Regions from separate parts of the Mus musculus genome. Here regions 2 and 3 are each linked to region 1. The links are chromatin contacts, called in public Hi-C and promoter capture Hi-C maps. All regions are on one chromosome and are shown on one strand. Each heading gives the region's core, a stretch centred on a gene start, on an enhancer-like site or on the middle of the called end of the contact. The rest is flanking DNA. Distances are from core to core; before and after follow the strand shown. Region 1 overlaps Smad1 (SMAD family member 1). Region 2 overlaps Zfp827 (zinc finger protein 827). Region 3 holds the start of Zfp827 (zinc finger protein 827).

The links. A called contact is a pair of places that touch in the nucleus more often than the background predicts. Capture Hi-C pulls out chosen DNA fragments and counts their contacts.
Region 2: a promoter capture Hi-C map of adipose tissue shows a contact between it and region 1. The contact joins two enhancer-like sites. A contact is called at or near these places in 3 of 9 other capture datasets (adipose tissue, embryonic stem cells and liver).
Region 3: a contact with region 1 is called in a Hi-C map of uterus, with 3 times the contacts expected there. The contact joins the promoter of Zfp827 here to the enhancer-like site in region 1. A contact is called at or near these places in 1 of 39 promoter capture datasets (pre-B cells), 1 of 484 Hi-C or Micro-C datasets (uterus) and 6 of 115 datasets of contacts at active chromatin or transcription factors (the NIH/3T3 cell line, embryonic forebrain, embryonic limb bud and 2 more).

What each region holds. Positions count from the first base shown.
Region 1 is chr8:79,348,324-79,352,432 of GRCm38.p6, reverse strand. Smad1 (SMAD family member 1) reads left to right here. Exons shown (of 7, transcript NM_008539.4): 5 at 2,621-2,842. Among named protein-coding and RNA genes, the nearest start is that of Smad1, 49 kb to the left of the region's middle. Within about 2 kb of position 2,237, at least 103 of the 459 cell types and tissues checked have an H3K27ac peak or open chromatin away from gene starts, as enhancers often do. A contact at or near this core is called in adipose tissue, forebrain and uterus, where this site is marked.
Region 2 is chr8:79,072,923-79,077,004 of GRCm38.p6, reverse strand. Zfp827 (zinc finger protein 827) reads right to left here. Exons shown (of 15, transcript NM_178267.3): 4 at 467-947. Among named protein-coding and RNA genes, the nearest start is that of Zfp827, 47 kb to the right of the region's middle. Within about 2 kb of position 1,799, at least 9 of the 459 cell types and tissues checked have an H3K27ac peak or open chromatin away from gene starts, as enhancers often do. A contact at or near this core is called in adipose tissue, where this site is marked.
Region 3 is chr8:79,026,143-79,030,031 of GRCm38.p6, reverse strand. Zfp827 (zinc finger protein 827) reads right to left here and starts at 1,595. Exons shown (of 15, transcript NM_178267.3): 1 at 1,303-1,595. The coding sequence starts at 1,345.

The sequences.
Region 1 (4,109 bases), core at 988-3,487:
ACCTCGTCTATTTTATAGCTCTTATCCATCACTGGAACAATGGTGCGTTTTCCCGTTCTGCACTCATGCCTCACTTTGTTACCAGAAGAATTTACAGGATGAGAATGTATCCCTCTCCCCTCAAAGAATTTACAATTGAACTGAAATTCACCTTCCCTCCTTGGGGAGGGGCCTGGTCGTCACCACCAGCTCCATTTCAGCCCAGTAATGAGCTGGCGGATGGCCCCACACACTTCTCAGGACCACAGTGGCATGTTGAGTGGGAGCAGAGAAAAGCAGATGCTAGAATCCCTGAATCCCGCCCCAGACACCAGGCACACTACCGCATGCCAAGAGGTGCCATGCTGCCCTGGCAAGGTCTCCCATCCGCTCAGTAACTTCTGGGAGGGGCCTCCGGCAAGCACTCAGCCCAGGGGTGAAGCAAGTTGAAAGTAAAAGCCACGTGACTGCTGACTAGGTTTTATTTTGTTCCTAACCCCACTTTCAGTGAAACGAGAGGTGCCTTGGCCTGAGTCAGAGTTGCTGATGTTTTTTCAAGACTTAACTATTATGCTGTCCGTATGGTAGTGTGAGGGCAACAGCATGCCCTGTTCATATGTGTTCAGACCCACAGACTAACCAAGAACAAGCCCTGACACCAGCTCTGGATTCGGGACGATGATGTGTCCATGTAGGCTCCTGAATTATACTGAGTACACCAATCTGATGGCAGATCTCTGTGATGGGAGGATGTACGGAAAGTCTCTGTGCCAACTTTGCAGTGACCCAAAACGTTGGCTCCAAAAATAAATACCCTTTATAAAACCCTTAGCTGTACAGTTAAGTAAATTGGAACATACATGAATCAGTGATTGTGTTTTGAAGTTTCCTTTATAGGTGCTCTGTGTTTTATGGGTCTTGGTCATCGTTAGATGTTGGGAGTCAACAAGCGAAGAGTGTGAGAGAGGAGCCTCTATCTGACCCAGTTTTGGAATTTTTATTTGGGGAGCAAGATACCCTGTGTGGACCCTGTATCTGTACTGATGAGATTAGCTCTAATACCCCAAATAGAGACCATACTTTTAAGATTTTTTTTCCTTTTAAACAGCTTTTAAAATGTTCCCTGTTAGAGCCAATTTAAAATCTCCTTGTATAGTCAAAGGAAAAAAATGATGGCTTTTTTCCTGTTGTCACCTATGGTGGTTTTCCCAGAGCAAGGGTCAGCAAACTACAGCCTGCAGACAGATCAGCCCTCTGTCTGTTTTTATAAATAAAGCTTTATTAGAACACAGCTGTGCCCATTTGTTACATATTATCAATGGCTGTTTTCGTGTGATACAAAGGCATAATGGAATAGTTGTGCTAAAGACCATATGCCCCACAAAATCTTTCTGGCCTTTTATAGGAAAAAAATGTGTCTGAGTCTAAACTAGATGAATAGCATTTCTAACAGCACTAAGAGCTGATAAAAGGCTTGTGTGACTGTGGCCACAGCCGCCTTTGAGGTTTGGCACTTGTGAATCACTAAAGCTTTGCTTGAAGAACAGTGGAGTAACAGGGGGGAACTGTTTAGAAAACAAGCGAAATAGTTTATTTTCAGCTAAGCCACTTAAGTATAAAATGTAACTGAAGAAGAACATGGAAGCCCTTCTTTTTTTTCTTTTTTTTTTTTTTTTACCATGTCTGCTGAATTTTCTTTGCATTTCTTCCCCTTTGTCATGAGGCCCCATGAGGTTGAGATCAGTAATTACGTTGGCAATAGTGTGGTTTGTATGCCTGGGGTCTCAAAGGCGGGTTAAAGGAGGTTTGCTGCAGAAAGGATTCATCTCCCAACCTTTTGGTTGAAAGCATTTAGAAGTGTTTTCTGTTTGGAGATTCGTCAGGCTTAAGAGATCGGACTTAACAAGCTGCATCCTGTCGGTGAAGCTGGGTAGTTTCCATTGTTGGCCCATTCTGGGAAGCGAGAGACAAAACACACCTGCTCGGCATGACTTAGAGCAAATAGAAGGAAGTTAGCATGGAGTCTGGATGAGAGAGATATGATTCACTGAGGGAGAATGGCCAGCTGGCAAGATTTCTTCCTGAGCTAGAATCACAGCAGAACTGCAGCCCTGGCCATCACTGGCTCCTGTGGAGCCAGGCAGCCTCTCCAGGATAGGCAGAAGTTGGTTTTGGTGCTTTGGGAAAGCAGAGGCTTACCAAGGCTCTCCCAAAGCAGCTCCCTCCCACACCAGCCCTGCTGGCACACCTCCAGGCCCCTCTTGTTCCTGAGCCACTTGGTTTTTCATTGGTCACTTGTATTTCTCGTAGGTGGTGTGCCCACAAGAGTGATTCCTATTATTCCTGTATGTTAATGAGCAAGTAATAGATCGTTAGTATTCAGCAGACGCTGCTGCTGGGCTTGCTTAGCTGGTATTTTGGTTTTCTGCTAATCATTGGAGAAGATTGTTCCCCAATTAAAGGAGAATGCACCTTTAATAAGAAGTACTTCAGCTCTCAAAAAATGATACATGCGATCATTGTAGTCGCCCTTGCATGTCTTCTCTGTGTGGTGCCCAGCCAGGTTTACAGTGCGGTTTCAGTTTGGGGATGCTCCAGGCGCAAACCTTGAGCAACACAACCTCTTCTTCCCTTCTTACAGATGTTCAGGCAGTTGCTTACGAGGAACCAAAACACTGGTGCTCTATTGTGTACTATGAGCTCAACAACCGTGTGGGTGAAGCGTTCCACGCCTCGTCCACCAGCGTGCTGGTGGATGGTTTCACAGATCCGTCCAACAATAAGAACCGCTTCTGCCTTGGCTTGCTCTCCAACGTTAACCGGAATTCCACTATTGAAAACACCAGGCGACATATTGGGAAAGGTGAGCTTTCCCTTTTCTCTGCTTGCAAACGTTCGTCTCTTATTCCTCTAGAAGTGACTCAGTCATTCCTGTGGCAAATGCCAGTGAATGTTCAGACACTGCTATTTGAAGACATTTTCCAATTCATATTATTGAAGACTGTGCTAATTGATGATCTTAGTGGTTTTTTCAACTCTGATAATGTTGTTAGGAATTAGTGCATAGTGTGGCTTGCTACTGTGGGCAGTACTCTGATGTTTTTGTTATAAAAATATCTTATTAAGAATTTTTACATTTATTGCCTATGTGTGCATGCGCCTGTGTGCATGTGTACGTGTGTGCTCGAGGGTCTTGATCAGAGGACAGTCAGGGAGTCGGTTCTCTCCTTCCATCCTGTGGCCATCAGAAATCAAACTCAAGTCATCAGCTTGGTGGCAAGCACTCTCCCCATTGAGCCACGTCGCCATCCCACCTGTCTTTCTTAATAGACTTAATTATTTATTAGTGGTAAATTAGAACAGTTCTGTAACGTTTACATGCATTTACTATATGATTAAGCAAATGGCTAAACGTGTAGGTAGGTGCTCAGCTCAGCTTTGCCTGCGAAGTAAGGAGCATGCAGTCATGAAGGAGTGTGGCATCCCTTGGAAGTGTCGGTATAAAATCATAAATTAATGACATGGTGTGTGTTTATATGCTGTTGTGCATGTCTATATGTGAGCCTGTCTATATGTGACCCTCTGAACATGCAGGTAGTTTTTCTACCCTGTGTACCGAAAGGGCAAAGAAGCAAAGATACAAAGTATTGACAAGCACATGCCTAGGGTCCATATCATTGCTGCTAATATCTGTCCCCACTGAGGGAGATGGTGGCTGCCTCCAAAGCTGGGACGAGGCAAGCCCGGAGGATCTCCTGTGAGAGAATGGGAAGGAAGGATTCAGAAAGCCACAGCCACGGGTGCCTCTTGGCATTCAACTCCCACCTCACAGCTCAGTAACCAGAATCTATCTGTCCTTTGGTCTCCATGGTGGGTGTGTTCTGAGACCCGAGAGGCTCAGTTCCCACACATAAAACAGTGTAGCAGTAACTTACCACACTTCACCTTTCAAGTGTCCTTCTGAGAACCATACCTACTGCAGAGTTCATGTCATGTAAACAGTATCACTGCTGAGTGAATCGTGAGGAGACAAAGCCTGCACATGTTAGGGTTGGTGCTATCTGAAAACATCGTTTTTGATCTGCGAGTAGTTGAAACTGGATTCCAGATCCACAGATAATGAGGAGCAA
Region 2 (4,082 bases), core at 550-3,049, 270 kb after region 1:
AGAAAGAAAGAAAGAAAGAAAGAAAGAAAGAAGAAAAAAAGCTTTGCAATTAAAACAGGAAAGAGCCTGAATACCAAAAAAAGGGAGACACACTTCAGAGACACCAGCACAAAGCAAGCAAAGGAACTAGGAAGCACAAAACACAAGCCTCGCTTACTCCCCTAGTGCCCACTGAGTAAGAGCCCAAATCCAGGCGGGAGGAAGGGGCGATCCCCATTGTTTCCAGACCCAAGCAGAAGTAACGCTTATTTCCAAAGGAGTACTAAAACAAAACATAAAAATAAAAATAAATAAATAAATAAATTTTAAAAAAAGGGATAAGACAGGGGAAGGGAAGGTGGGAAGGAAGGAAAAAGAAAATTTATCAAAGTGTGAAGTACTAGAGCTCAAGGAACTGTGGAAGCATCTAATCCTACCATCCTATTGTACAGATGGGGAAAGGGGGGACACAACCCTAAGCAAGTACCTGACAGCTTCATGAGAAAATCGGAGGCCATCTTAACCGAGATGTCCTGGCTGAACAATACTGCTGCACTGTTGGACACATACTCGGAGGGGTCTTTCAGCTTTGTGTGGTTGGCGGGCCTGTCGGCAGCATTCAAGGTAAAGGAGGTGGGCAGGCCGTTATCTTCCTTGGGCTCCTCCTTCACCAGCAAAGGTGCAACGCCAGCCCCACCCTGGCCAGTCCTCTCTGGCGTGTTAGACGTCATCACGGTCCCCACTAGCTCTGTCCCTCCTCCTTCCCTCTGCTGCCCCAGGCAGCCACTGTCACTGAGGTGGGGAGATCCCTTGACATCTGGGTCTGGGATCTCCTCCTTCACCTTGGCCTCTGTCCTCAGGAAGTGCTGATGGCAACGCATGTGCAGTTTCAGGCTGAAGTGGCGTGAGGATGTGAAAGGGCACAGCTGGCACTGAAAAGTCTCTCCCCGGTCCTGATGCTGATGAACCTGCCGGAGAAGCAAGAAGAGTCGGACTAGTCACTGTGTGCATGGCCACATGTTCGCCACACGTTCATCACACGTCCGTCACACGTTCGTCACACATTCGTCCCTCAGTTCATACAGGGCCAGGGAAGAAAAGTACCAGAGAGGCTGCTCTCAGTGACGCCCTGGATAAAATAACATCAGTCCGGAAACACAGAGTGGGTCTGTGGAGGTTAGGTCTATCCTGACCCTCTCAATGCTCACTTGGGTAGAATTGTTCTAATGAGCTATTCAATGGATCTTACTTGATAGACCTTGAGAACAAACTTATGTAATCAATAGTTAGGGATCAAAGGGCATAACCTTTCATTCTCTCAGAACAACAATCTTTAGTGCAGATCCAGTGATGGCCACCCAGAGAATTTGCTGGTTTGCCAATACACACACACACACATACACACACACATCTCCAGGGTGTTCCAGCTTCACAGAAGAGGAGATAGAACACCCTCACACCCAAAAGTATCTTGAGCCCAGTTTCATATGAAGAAAGAAAAACAAGAGAAAAGCCATCTGGGCAGGAGGAAACCAAGTTCAAATGTCACTACAGCGTCTAGAAGATGTCCATTGTGAAGTGCAAGGGCAGCCACTCACACACAGCTCCGAACCTGCTTGTACCCAGGACCCGTAAAAAATGGCAAGAGACTTTTCTTTCATCCTGTCGCTACCAGATTTAGTGCTTAAAAGAGTGAGGAACTCATTGGATTGGCCCAAACCTAGCTTCAAGCTGGCAGGTGTTCATAAACTTGTGACTTCCCCATTCATCCCGCCAACGTGCTTCAGTATTGACCTGCTACACCCTGCTATTTCAGGGCTGGCCCTCCTTCATGTTGGGACTGCCAATGGTAGAGATCTGTGCCAAATGATTTGGGGGAGTTGTGTGTGCTCTGAACAAACAAGAACGTAAGCAATTGGCACTTGCAACAAAACTGACGCTCCATAGGTCAGGGGTGACGGGGTGGGATTTGAACCTGGGTCGCGGTAGAGTTAAACGTTCACTTGTCCATCTTCTTGACCACCTGGCCACTCTGCTCATGTCTCCTTTCCAAGAGAATAAGTTTTACTGCAGCTGTTTATGCCTTCTGAATGAAATCCAAAAGCATTCTTCACCAGCCAAAACACACTTTAAATAATGTTAAGCGACCAACAAAAGCAAAGAAATTAAAAGTTAGTTGTGAGGTCCCGCTGCCACAGTGCCCCACTGTGGTGTTCTGCAAAAAACAACACAAGATATTCTGGGCCCTTTGAAGTCTGTGTTTCTCAACAGAAATAGCCATAAAAACTTCTAAAAAAAAACTCCAGTTGTGATGGAGTCCTGCCTGTCAGTGCAAAGGCTTCTCCTGTACCCCAGCAGAGGGCGGAGGTGAGGAAACACCCCATCCATCCCTCCAACAGAGCCCCTTCCTGTTGTTTGCCACAGGAGGACTTCTCTGGGCACTGATCCTTCCATTAGCTTTCTCATAGAAGCTTCCCCACCAGCTTCTCAGCCTGGGTCACTCAGGAAGAGGCCCCGTGGAGGCCTCAGGTCACAAGCTCAAGGGCTCCTGACAGGTGTCAACACAGGCATGCCCAGAACCAGGAGGTAAAGGTCACTGGGCAGGACACTTCATGGCCCTGAGCTCGGTGCCACGGGATGGATTCCACTTCCGAAGCACCCTCACATCTCCCGACCCCAGAGAGGAGGTAAGCCAGGAAGAGAGGCTCCAGCAGCCACTCTGGGAGGAGAAATGGGACAGAGGAGCTCTGATTCCAAAATCAAAGAGGGATGGGGGTGGGGCCCTCACTGAAAAGAGGCACCATGTGCAAGATTCCTTGAGGTTCCTTTTCCACAGTAGCCTAACCTTGTTGTGCTCCGTTTTAGGCAATTTAGAATAAGTTGAAAGGCAAAACTGGGTTCACATTGGCACTTGGAATTTTATTTGAGCTAATGTGGCTTAGTGTGGACTTTGAGAGAAATACTGTCCCCACCACCTGGCCCTTGCATCACCCTCCTCTCCTGACAGAAGAGAGCTTTTCTGTTATAATTTTGATTCTCTTGAGCCAACACATGCTTTGAAGTTCCTCTTGAACCTCTGTAGAGAAGAAATGCTGGCCTATAGCACGATAGGCTCGCTGGAGTATCTCACAGGTGTCACTGATGTGCCATCAATGCCATTTCTAGGGTAATAGATGTGGGACACTTGGGTTCATGCACTTTAAGGTTTGGAGAAATTCTGGAGAGTATCTAGACTCAACCTCCTTATGGAACCAGGCCAGGCAGCTGAGGGTCTCCTGAGTGCTCACAGCTCTCTAAATGGCAACTGGGGAAGGGCAGAACTTCCATGTGACCCCTGGCCTAGGTCCTTTCCATGACTAATGTGTGCTCTTCATCTTCTCAGCCCTCTTTGCCTCTTCCATTCAGTTTGAGCCTCCAGTTCTCACACACAATTCCTGTATGCTTGCTCTCCTGGGGAAGTCGTATACTTCATGAGACGTAAGACAGCCCTGAGGGATCTGGAAACATTTCCAAATCCTTTATGTAGCTAGTCATAAAAAGCACTTTCACAATACCTTATGGAGGAAACAAAAGCTTCCAAAGAAAACTGTACAGTGTCCAGGCCAGCGTGTAAGGACACAGTAAGTACTGAATTTGTTGAACAAATAAAGTTGAATCTCTTATTTTTCTGACATAGACCAATATAATCAATATAGGAGATTATATATCCTAAAGATAACAACTACTTCTGCGGGGTGAGGTAAATAGCCAATTTCGTATTATTTGTATCATTTTTGTGAATTCGCAGCACTAAAGACAGATCGCAAAGAGAGAGAAACCATAAAATTTATTTTGGAGCAATTTCTTCTAGCATTGCATTCATTATCCTGAAATGTAAATGTTAATGTATTTTCAGATGGCTTTAGATGGCAATTACCGTATTAACTGTATTTACTGACGGCTGCTTCTCCACACTGGGCACTGTAGTAAGGCTCTATTCGAATGATCTCATTAACTCTTACACGGTGAGAAAGACCATATGTTTGTTTTCTCCATTAGTGGTAACAGAGGTTTAGAGGGCTTCAACTAAATGCTCACGGCTCCTAACGCGTGGATTCTCACCA
Region 3 (3,889 bases), core at 346-2,845, 320 kb after region 1:
CCTCCGTCTCCCCCGACCCCTCCCTCCGGCGCCTCCCGCGTCCCCTCCTCCCGCCACCCCGCCCCACGCCTTCTCCCCTGCCCCCTCTCCCCTGCATTCAAGGAGCCCGGCGGCCCCGGGGGGGATATTTTTAGTTGCTTCTTTCTCCTTCACTTTTAGCTTCAGCAGCATCTCGGAACACTCCGAGCGGAGAGCTTGTGGGGGGACGAGGGGGGAGCCCGAGAGGGAGTGGGGGAAAAGTTAAGAGTCTCGCAAAGAAAAGCGGGAGGGCGGCGCGGAGGGACCCGAGGCGCGGGTGGAGGAGGGGACGGGGACCCGGCCGCGCAGCCCGGCGCGAGTCTCCAGTTGGCGTGTGTGGCTAGGGCCAGGAGGGCTGGGATGCACTTTAGTCACGGACTCTGCTCGGGCTGGCGGGGCAGGGGGGTCTGCGAGCCCGCGTCGCCCCGGCTCTGTCTGCTCCGCCTGACCCCGCATTTTATTGCGGCCGGGAGCCCTGCTCCGCCCTCCCCTCGGCTCTGCAGGGACCTCGCGCGCCGCGCGCCGCCCTGGCTGCCTCGCCTCAGCCTCGGCGCGGCTCCCGCACCCCACATCCGCTCGGCTGCCCGGCCTCGCCCCCCGATCGGCCACCCGCGCCCCCCGGCGCCCCCACACCCTCCTCGACCGCCCCTGCCTTCCCCTCCGCCACCGCCTCCACCTCCGCCTCCAGCTCCAGCTGCCCGCGGCTCCGGGGCCGACCCACCCCGGCGCAACCTTTAGCCGGAGACCGACCTCTCCGGTCCCCAGCCCGGCGGGCGGCCGCGCGCCCTCGCCCCGACACCCCCAATCGCCATGTCACGGCCTCGGCCCTGCGCGCGCCCCAACCCCGCACCCTTGTGCACCGGGATCCACACGGAATTTCTTTTTTTTTTCCAAGATTGCAACCTCTCCCACCTCCCCCCACCCGCGACAAAAACCCGGCATCCACACTACTCCCCTCCTCCCTCCTCTCGCCCCCTCCCCCGCAAACCGGAGTGAGGAGGGGGAGGGAAAGGGGGGAAAAGCCCGATCCCAAGGAAAAAAAAGAGGGGGTCGAGAGAAAGAAAGAAAAAGAGAGAGAGAATAGAAAGGGCACGGGGCTGATCATCACCAACATGGCTGCCTCGGCATAGACCTAAACGAGGAGTAACCCGGGCTGTGTCTTTGTCAGTTTCACCTCTGTAACCCTAAACTAATGCAGAAAACAACGGCGGAGGCTGCGGAGGGGAAAGAGGAGAGGGAGGGCGAGAAAATGGCACGAGAGGAGGTGGAGAAGGGATGACTTACGTGAGGGAAGGCGCTTGGGCTGCTCCTGCTTCCTCCTGGGCATTTTCCCCCTTTTCTCACATTCTCCTCCTTGGTTAATGTGAGATCAAATAAACCCCCGTGGGGGCAGACAGGCAGACACTGGCAGGAGCGGGGAGGTAGTTGGGGGGCGGGCAGGGGGAAACCCCTTCTCTCCGGTGTGTGCAATGGGTTGAAGCTTGTTTCCTGGAGCCAGAAGAGGGGTTTTCTTCTTTCCTTTCTTTCTTTCTTTCTTTCTTTTTTTTTCCTTTTTTTTTTTTTTTTTTAATTTTTTGGTCGTGCACCTGGCTTGTCCCCGAGCGTAATATTCTTCAATGGAAACGGATCTAATAGGTGTGAGTGTGTGTGTGTCCTGTGCTCGCGTGTGATGGGAGGTATAAATAAATGAGCGCCGGTGCGGCGGTGTCTATGGCCGCGCGCTGTGTCTCCGAGCCCCTAACACTAATGTCGGGATCAAAGGGCAGCGGCGGCGGCAGCACAGCTCGCAGCTCGCTCTCTCGCTCTCCTCTCGCGCTCTCTCTCTGTCACACACACACACTCACACACACACACAGAGGCACAGACTGAGGGAAAGAGCGAGAGCTAGACACACGCGCGCGCGCATACACACACACACACACACACACACACACACACATACACACACTCAGCAAAGAGGAAGGTGCCCTAAGGCTCTCAGGGCGGACTCAGCCTAGCATTTACAACTGCTCTGTCTGGAAAGCATGGGGGGCGCGCGTGCGGGGGTGGGATGGACTTCTTCGAATTTATCCCGCTAGTCGCCCAATCAAGGGGGGTGGTGGAAAAGTGCCCCCCCCCGCTCTTGAAACATTATTTTACAGATTTTTTTTTAAGGAAATAGGTTGCACTAACCACTTTCTTTTGTGTATTAAACTACGTTTGGTTCTGTATAAAATTCCCCAGGCTTTTGTAACTGAAAGACTGACTCTCTCACCCCATCACCTTGAGTCTGGACGTTACAGACTCTCACATACTCCCTTAAAACAGCCTAATGGAAATAAATCTTTTTTAAAAAAAAAAAAAATGAAAAGATAGCATAGGGTGGGATCAGTGGATGGGTGGCATGGATACCCAATTTTAGAGGGTCCGGTGGAGTTAACACTTGAAAATTCAGCCAAAACTAAAATTACAGGTTCTTGATAAAGAGGGAAAATAAGATTAGGTCACCCCCCGCCCCCCAGGGTTGACTCAACTGCCACGGGTCTATTCCTACAGTGCACACAGTGATCTTGACTTCTGTGATTCACTCCCTGCCTCCCCCCCCACCTCCCCAGAACACAGGTAACTGAGCCTTACCCTGAAGCAATTCTAGTGTGTAGTTTGAGCTCATACAGCAGTCTTCATTAAGCCATATACTTTCATTACTTTAGAAATCACACATCTTGCTTCAAAGAGACACATAAAGAGGGAAAACAGAAAAGGATGCGTCGCCTCACAAAAGGTACTCAGTGAAGGGAACGGGTCTCTCTCTCTCTCTCTGACTGTAAGCCATGTGGATACAAGTTCACTGGGAGGTTGTTAATGATTTAAAACTCCAAAATCTGCTACTATAATTGAAGTAAAAAAAAAAAAAAATTTGGTCTGAAGAAGAGCTGTTTCATAAAACTCTTTGTAAGGGGAAACTTTGAACTTGGTGGAATACATTATATGTCATGAGTCAGAGCTAAAAAATAAAAAGGTGCATTATTTAAACATCTTCCCTTTTGAGGTTTAAAAAATCGACTCATCATCTTATTATGTTAAATATTTTCCTACCAATTTTTTAATAGATGTTTTCATCAGAAGGTGGAGCATAGTGAAGACACAAAAGTTTAAAATGGCATTCCATCAGGTGACATGAGTGACTAATGAGACTTAGAAGTCTCCAGTGGTGTTAAAGAGAGCCACTGGGGTTAGGTTTGGTTACATTTCCTTTAAATGACAATAGCTTTATACTGTTTTCACTAGGAAACTGTAAAGGAGACTGTGTCTCCCAAAAGATGGCTTTCATTAATAGTGAATTCTCAAGATGAACCCCTTCTTGCTGATACCTACCAACATACTTGGCACTCCAAGGTTGCAATGCTATTTGAAGCAGGTTTAAATGCCTTCTGAAACAGTGCAATATCCAAACTGGAACATCAACCTTAAACCAATTCCAAAATACAAAAAAAAAATTGTTTTTAAATGATAGTTAAAATCAGGCATGGTGACCAGTGCCTTTGATCCCAGCACTGGTGAGGCAGAGGCAGGCAGGTCCCCATTGGAGGCCAGCCTGGTCTACAAAGCAAGCTCCAAACTAGCCAGGGCTACGAGTGAGACTCCTTCTCAAAATAAGAAAAACTAGCAAACAAAAAGAGGCAGTTAAATTGTCCCTGTGTAATGATCTGAGATAGATTGTTCACTCCGATCAAGACCAGTCTGCCGTGCCTTGGACTGTGTGTGCATGAGGTTTGAAGCACGTCTGTTCCAGGCAGACTGCTGTGGGCTTGTCGTGCCTAAGGAGAGATAAACACATTGATCATGAGACCGACCACAGCTTTCTCAGAACTTTTACCTAGGACATCAGGAT